Regions from separate parts of the Hordeum vulgare genome. Here region 1 is linked to region 2. Evidence: chromatin contacts called from public Hi-C data. All regions are on one chromosome and are shown on one strand. Each heading gives the region's core, a stretch centred on a gene start, on an enhancer-like site or on the middle of the called end of the contact. The rest is flanking DNA. Distances are from core to core; before and after follow the strand shown.

Region 1 (4,015 bases), core at 527-3,026, 190 kb before region 2:
TGGTGACCATTCTTATATTACAGGTACAACTTTGGCCGTAGCAGCGTCATCTCCGATAGATTGATCCTGCTGTAATTACGCGACAAGTCATCTGAAAGCAAGGGCATGGTCACCTTCACACCACATGGCTATGTAGCCGCGTCACTCTGATTTCCTCACTAGTCACCGCCACGGCACTATTGGTACGCTGGACTGGAGTACGTACCTTCACACGCCGTACTTAAGGCCGGCCGTGCGTACGTACACACACGAAGTAGAGGAGTAAGTAAGATACGCCTGGCATTTACCTTTTGCAGGTGGGTTTGCTTGCGCCAGGAGACTCTCGTCTCATCAGTACTTGCATCAGTGTGGGTTTCGTGAGAGGAAAATGAGGGTGAAAGTTACTTGATCGGCCGAGCCCATGCTGCCATGCATGCATGCCTTGGATGCTTGCACGCACGACGGACGATCACCCTACGTATTGATTACCGGTGAAGAGCCACCAGGCTGGTGATTAGACTGGTACCTCTGGCTTTGCCCGTTTTGACCTGGTGCTGTAGTAAATGCTTTGCTCGCTCTACGGGTCTCGTGTCATCTCATGTTTGAATTTGCCGGCGACGCAGGCTCCCGGGGCCATCATATGCGCTGCTAGTAGTAGTACATCAATGGGGATACGCATCGACGCACGTCCGTGCATGCCCGACGGCACGTACGCAGGGGCCACGATCGATGCCACCGAGCGGCAGGCAAAGATTTAGCAGGATGACAAGGAGATCACGGCCGGTTAGCTAGCACTCGCGCTCTCTTCTTCTGCCTGCCGGTGGACCGGTGGTGGCTGGTGCTGGTGCTGGCCGTGGCCGTGGCCCTGGCTTTGCTGTCGATCGCGCCGCGCGCCGACGCGACAGCGAGCGCACGCGATCACGATCACGATCACGAGGCTCGGCGTCGTATCACGTCGCGTCTCGCTGCAAGTTGGCGTGATCGCGATCGCGGCGCCACACGGACCAACACTCGTGATGCGATTTAACGTACCCTAGCAGTACAGCAAGTACGTACCACATTTGCACTACCGGCGCGCATCAATGCACGGTTTGTGGGTACATTACGCCGTTCCGTCTCTGCCGACGCCTGCTCGGGGTTAACATTAACAATGGTCTCTGTGGATTGGTAGTGCTAGGCCGCTGAGCTGATAGCACACACACACTCCTATTGGCTTTCTATCTACTGTGCTCGCGGGAAGGGAACAAGGCAAAACACGGGGCCGCAGCTTTGGGGGCTTAATAAGGCAGGCACTGTGACTGTGAGCTCTCTCGCCTGTTCCCGGTAACAAGTCCTGCACTGACACCGCCCCACACTGCCCAATGGCACGTCCCGTCCCCCATTAATCTACCCATTTAGCCCACCACGCCGGGCCATGCTCGAGCAGTTCGCCTGCTCGCTGTGCCGGCAGGCAGCGCATGCCGCAAACACGTCGTGATTCGTGACGCGAGACGCGAGAGCGGGCAGCCGTAAACTGCGACCATGTGGTGGTGTGGGCGCACCAGCGACGCATCACGGCCTCCGATGGCCGGCGAAGAAGAAAAGGAGTGGAAATCGGCGGGAAACCGGGTCGCATTTCGTCATCGTCCATCCATCGTGCGTGCGTGTACTGTTCTACGTGCACTAGGGACGTGGAATGGGAGGAAATCCCGGGTCAATCCCGGAGACTATTGTGTGGCGCTCTTCTATGCTGCTGCTCGACGGAGAGTGCCTGGCCCCTACCTTTGGACCTGCGTGTGTGCGACGGCCCAGAGATGGGATGCGTGGGGCTGTTTTCTCTTTTGTGTTTGTGTTTGTGCTTGTGTTTTCCACGGAGGGCACTGGCATTTGTGGCCTACTATGAATAAAGCCACTTTGGAAGTTTGAAAATTAAGGCAGAGGCCCCGGCAGGTGCACACTGCACACCATTGCAGCAGCTGCTACTAGCCGGTAAGTAGGAGTAGCAGCGGTGGTGTGTACTACTAGCTGATTAAAATATTTGTAAGCGTGGTGTGTATATACACGCATTCAGTGCTGCGCTGCTGCTGCTGGGCCTTTGCGTGCTCGTGGGTTGCTGAGCATCCAGCGATGTGTGTGATGTTGGTAAAAGCTTGATGTGAGTTCAGTTCGACACCTCCAGGCCTGAGGTCTTGTACCACACGTAGGAGCACTGTAGTTGCAAATAAACAACAAAGATTATTCACAACACAAAAATATATAAAAACATAGAGTTGTAAAACTGGCCCCTCTCCGCATTCTTTGCCTCGCTTTTGCTGCTTCATCCATGTAATGGTCTTTGATTCCCTGGGCCACTACTAATTGCTCGGTTGACTCCTTCTAAATGCATGCACCATGCATGCATGCTATGCTGGCATAAAAATGAACTCGTCAGTTGGTGAAAGCAGGATTCTGCTCCAATCCATGGATGATTGGTCCATAAAAGTGCACATTTCGCTTTGAGTAAGGAACAAAGGAGGAATCATGGTGATGCCCCTTTTTTGATAAAATAAGCACAAGATTGATCTTGTCAAGAAGCAGTTACACCCAAGTGAAAAAATCACAAAGCGAAATCGAATGCTGGCTAAACCTCCTCAGTTGAGTTATATACAGTATATAATAAAACTTCGTCAGTAATTTCTCATCGTGATGTTTGACTTTGATTTCCTTGGCCCGTTTCAGTGGGCATCGATCGTGTCGTTTGAATGCTGCAGCAGTGCAAGATGGCGAGCAAGACTGCGAAACTTAATTGCTGCGACGACCTTTCACACATTTTACCCGTACCGTTCCATAGTCAATGTCTTAAACAATCCAAGGACAAGAAACCAAAATGGCCCCTACCTTCGCTGCCCTCCCCCGCCCACATTGTAGTATCTGTGTGCTCCTGTCAGCTTTTAAGCAGCGTCCATGTCAAACGTCTCGCCCCATCTTCGATAGGCCATAGCCCAAGGAAAAAAGCACGGGAAAGAAGCACATAATTAGCAATGATATGGTCATCGGAAATATTCCCGGTTTAGAAAAGTTCGTGTGAAGCCATGCAATGCATCACCTAATGTGAACTGCTGCTGCTGCTGCTGCTGATAGGATCAACAGCACCAATTAAGCTGACAAATGTGTTTTTTAGTGTACGAAGGATGTTTGCCTGCCTTTCGACGCCATCAACTTTACACCACCAGTGCTTCACTCGCCTACTGCTGCTGCTGCTCACCTTCTTTACGTTTCCTCTCGGGAATGGCACCAGCACCGTGCCTCATGGCTGTCACACGCCTTTCCATCTCTCTTCTTTCTCCGGTATTGTAGCATTTGCTGGGTGTGCCACACATGTTTTTCTTGTCTCGGATGGGTTGGTACAACTAGCAAGTAAAGATAGTTGGAAGGGTGAATGGAAAAGTAAATTATAAAAGTTGCATTTTTCTAAAAGCGGGCATAAGCTTTGCAATTTTGTTACAAACAATGGGGCAAGGCTGCAGCAAATGGAATTACTCTCGTGGCATACGATGTTGCCCAAACTGTTAGGACAACTCCAATGGACCGACCCAAACAGACGACGATTTCATTTTTTTTTTCCGTTTGGGTCGGCCAGGCGAACACCAACGTCCGCTTCGACATTTGGGTAGGTGCATGAGCCCAACACTGGCTCAACTCATTTTTGCTGGCGTGCACCAAGCATGCATAATTTAAACATAAAAAAGCCGACCACGAAGGCCGACGAGAGTCCACGCGTTACATTATTATTAATAATAAAAACCTAGGCGTCTTCGGCGCCGACGGCGAGGTCGGGCTGTGCCGGCGCGGGGGCGAGGTCAGGCTGTGCCGGAGCGGGGACGGGCTCTGCCGGCACGGGTAGTGCTCGTGTCGGCGGTGGCGCAGCACGGGCGCACTCACGCGCTTGGTGCATCGTCATCTGAGCTTCAAGGTAGACGGTCTCCTGTGGAAGAAGCGCGCGGGGGCGTACGACGAGGGTGTTCTGGAAGTAGCCGGGCGTAGCACGGGCGCGCTCGTGCGCCTGGTGCATCGCCCT
Region 2 (4,000 bases), core at 190-2,689:
TCCATATCCGAAGTTGTAATCTGGGCATTGGTTGTTGCCGTCATGGGAAGTGGGGGGAGGGAGAGGTGAGGGAAGCATGCGACGGCGACGGGCGGCCCGGGGAGGAAGCTGCAGCTAGTGGACGGGCCCCGCCGTCGTTGCCACCTTATCTCTCCGTGTCTGTGTGTGCGTGTGACGCCCGCCCGATAAACAAATCCGCCCGCCGGGGGTGGAGTAACTAGGAATACAACGAGGCGTTCCTGTCGCCCCAGCTAAACAAATAGCCAAATTAATGGAGCAGTAGTAGCGTAATAATGCTACTAATCATGATAGATTAAGAGGCGAATGATACGGATCCACGGATAATGCCCGTGCACTGGAATTCCACTGCCGACTCCGCCCGCCCGCCGGCCGGCAGTTGGACGGTTCCAGCGTGCATGCGTGCGTGCCGTGCCGGTCGATTATTAAAACGGGCGAGCACACACCAGTGGGCGGCCGGAGGGCGCGCAAGTTGCCGTGGCGGGGGCCAGCTCGCTCTCGGTCGGCGTGGCCGGCGCGCGCACACGCACTGCCGCCCCGCGCTCTGGCGCCACGCCGGTCGACGCCTCGCCATCGCGCTCCAGTGTGTTGCGCTTCGTCGCCCGCCCGCCCACCAGCGCCGGTCGCTGCCGCTGCATGCCACCCGCGCCGACAAGACGGGCGGCGGCCCGGGACGGACCACCTACCCCGACTCCCGCCTGCCGCGAATTCGGAAAAGAATTTCCTCCGCTCTTTTGGACGCTTTCCGTTGGCGCTGGCGGCGGCGTCGGAGGCGACCCGTTCATGCGCTGGCAGGGGAGGAAAGCGGCGGGTCGGACCGGACCGGGGAAGCGGCGCGGCTGGTTCCGATTCCGACTAGGACGGCGACCCTGGTGGCGTGGATAGTGGAGGCTGGCCGGATTTGTTAGCGCTTTCGTGATACCGCCTCCACTCGCAGCAGCACGAATCGACCGACGCGATGATAGGCTCCTCCGGTTATATGAGTAGATGTATGTATGTATGACCATCATGGCCGGCCGGTGCTGGCGATTTTTGCAAAGGGTGCGTGTACCCCTGGGAACTCTGCAGTGAGTGAGTGAGTCGGGGATCATGCATGCGCGCTCTGCTGGTGCGCCAGGCCACTGGCTGCCGGCGCAAAAAAAGCTCGGGCGATCCCCGCCACCGTGCCGGCCACCATGGAAAAAATACTGCACCCCCGATCATGCGTCGTTCATGTGTTTGTGATGGGACGGCGGGCGGGCGATTAAGCTCTGGTGAGTGGTGACTCTATCGCTCTATCATCAGCAAGAGGGGGGAGAGGGACACACTCGAGCGTACGTTTGACTTTTCGACAGGAGGCGCCTCCTTAATTTATGAGCCAGCATAGCATAGCATAGCATATGCCTTAAACGGTGGGGCCATGTTCCGGTGGTGTGATAGTCGGCGACATCACACCTGACCAGTGGTTCTTCTTTTTCTCCCCCTCTCTCTCTCCGGGCCGAGCTGATCTAATCATTGTGCATTTGCTTGGAAAGGAGGACACCCACTACGGTGCATGAACGGCGCCGTATTATGCCAGCGTGGCCGCCGCCCGCCCCCTCTGTGTTTGTCGTGCAACCAAATTGACCGCTCGTGGTTCGGAAAGGAGGCGATGATACGATACATGCACCGGTGGATGGAGGACCACGCGCGCCACAGGGAACGCTCTCGTGCGGCCTCTTTCCGGCCGGCTTCACTGGCCAAGTACGTACTGCGACACTGCACTAATGCGTTCCTTTCGTGTAGATACAGCAACCTTGATCGTCTTGCTGTGGTTGGGCGCGCGCAGGTCAGGCGTGATTCAAGGCTCACGGGGAGAGACCACAAGCGACAATTAGACATGATTTATTTTCTTCTGTTGCATGCTCCCTGGCCCTGCATCTGCAATCTGCATGCGAGACTTCAACCGTGGGCGCATTAGCTGATTTCAACTATTAATTTTATGGATGAAAAGTCACCAGTCACAGGCTGGAAATTGAATGTTGGTCGACGATGGTATGTCATTTTTTTTTAGGTGTCAACGGTAAAATCATTTTTTTTCAGGAGGAATGGTCATATCAAATCAAATGGTCTCCCACAGGTGGCCCAGGCTCAGTTTGAAAGATTAGCCCAACATACTGCAAGCAGTGCTGCACATGCCGGCCTAGTCTGTTTACTCACCCTTTTGTTTCAGAGAAAGCCCGGCATATAAATACACATATACCACAATGGTAGTTTGACCTTACTGCTTTTTTGTTGAGTTAATTTTACTGGGTAACATTGTGGTGCTTCCTATTTGACACTAGTAACCGCAAATTGTCGCAAAATACACACACAGCTAAGCAGTGATCTCATTTGGCCCGGCTAATTTTCCTTATTCTGGCAGCTGCTAGAACAGTTTTACTGTTTTAGGAAGGTTGTTTCTCATCTTGGGACTTCTTAAAAGGTTTTTTCTTGGTATATTTGTTGTATACCACCTTTTTATATTCTCGTTTTTTATACTTCTTCCGAAATTGATTTCATAGTTTGCAAAAAAAGATGCTACTGGAATCTTATAAATATCGACTTTTCTGAAAATGTCTAAAAGGTCAATAATAATATTTTTATAATATATAAAATATAATGTCCGAGGTCATAAAAAATGTACACAAGGACCAAAAATATGTTCATATTTTTCAAAAAATATTGTCATTAACAATGTAAACTTTTAATATAAATTATTTTTGTATTTTCTAGGGTAAACAAACGAAAAATGCCTTAATGCAAAATAAAACACTGGAAAGCAACACATAGAAAATAATCTGGACTCACTACACTTGACCGAGCCGCTAGAATCCCGATGTTAATGGGTTGGCCCACTCGCTTACTCCTGTGTGGAGTTTCCAGTTTGATGCATTGTTAACATTCTATGCCTTTCCTAACTCTTGTAACCTACTTCCAATTACAGTTAAGTTCATTAACAAGCTATCAGCCTCATGTCTATTGTTTCGTTCCTATCAAATAGGGGAAATATTAGATGCTCTTGTAAGAAAAAAAATCATGTCCAACAAGCTATCAGTTTTTCTTTTCTCAACATTTATTTTACTTTTTTACTTTTTAGAAAATGTTCTCACGAAGTCAGATTTTTCTTCATGAATTTGGAAAACTATTTAAAGATTTTAAAAAATTACATGAACTTTCAAAAGGTATTTGTGAAACTGAAAACAATTCATGAGTTTTAAGATATACTTTTATTTTATAAAAATATAAATTTGTAAAATGATTAATATCGATCTTAAATGGATCAAAAAGATGCGCATAATAAATTTTACAAAAAAATAATTATAAAATGATGAATGAAAATTATCTAGTCCTTATCGGCCTATGACGTGGCTAGCCTACATAAGGTGATATGGCTGCTTGCCCTTCTACCAGAAACTTTGTGTGTTTTTTCCATTTGACGCTAGTTACCGCACAACGCGCATGCAGCTAAACAGTGATGCGATTCAGCCGTCCTAATTTTTCTCTATTATGGCAACGGCTAGAACATTTTAGCAAAATTGCTTTCGGTCCAAAAAACATTTTTAGAAGATCTTCCTTGGTTTCTTTACTTTATTTTTTCCTTTTCCTTTTCTCCATTTTTATTTTTATTTTGAAATCAACTTCATAGTTTGCAAAAAATGCCACTGTAATTGCATAAATGTGAAATTATCTAAAAAATATATGAGTTTTTTTCGAACTTTATAAATAAATTATGTCTACTTCAGTTTCCTCATATTTTTGTACCTTTTCTTCTTTTCTCTAGGTTTTTTTTTACTATTTCTGTTTCCTCATTTAATTTTCATTTTTTCTTTTGTCGAAAATGTTCACTGGAAGTTCGTTTTTTCTTATTTCATTAGTAAATATATTCAAACATTTAAGAAAAATAACATAAGTTTTATAAAACTACTTTATCAAACATAAAAAACAAGATTTTTTAAAATTATATATTCTTGGCAATATTGAT

Evidence for each region. Hi-C and Micro-C count contacts between places; a contact is called where the count stands out from the background.
Region 1: a contact with region 2 is called in a Hi-C map of seedling, with 2.7 times the contacts expected there. The contact joins two enhancer-like sites. A contact is called at or near these places in 2 of 6 Hi-C or Micro-C datasets (leaf and seedling).

The regions. Positions count from the first base shown.
Region 1 is chr2H:635,904,967-635,908,981 of MorexV3_pseudomolecules_assembly, reverse strand. No RefSeq gene overlaps it. Among protein-coding and RNA genes, the nearest start is that of LOC123431042, 19 kb to the left of the region's middle. Within about 2 kb of position 1,776, at least 2 of the 3 cell types and tissues checked have open chromatin away from gene starts, as enhancers often do. A contact at or near this core is called in seedling, where this site is marked.
Region 2 is chr2H:635,711,725-635,715,724 of MorexV3_pseudomolecules_assembly, reverse strand. No RefSeq gene overlaps it. Among protein-coding and RNA genes, the nearest start is that of LOC123428150, 11 kb to the left of the region's middle. Within about 2 kb of position 1,439, at least 3 of the 3 cell types and tissues checked have open chromatin away from gene starts, as enhancers often do. A contact at or near this core is called in seedling, where this site is marked.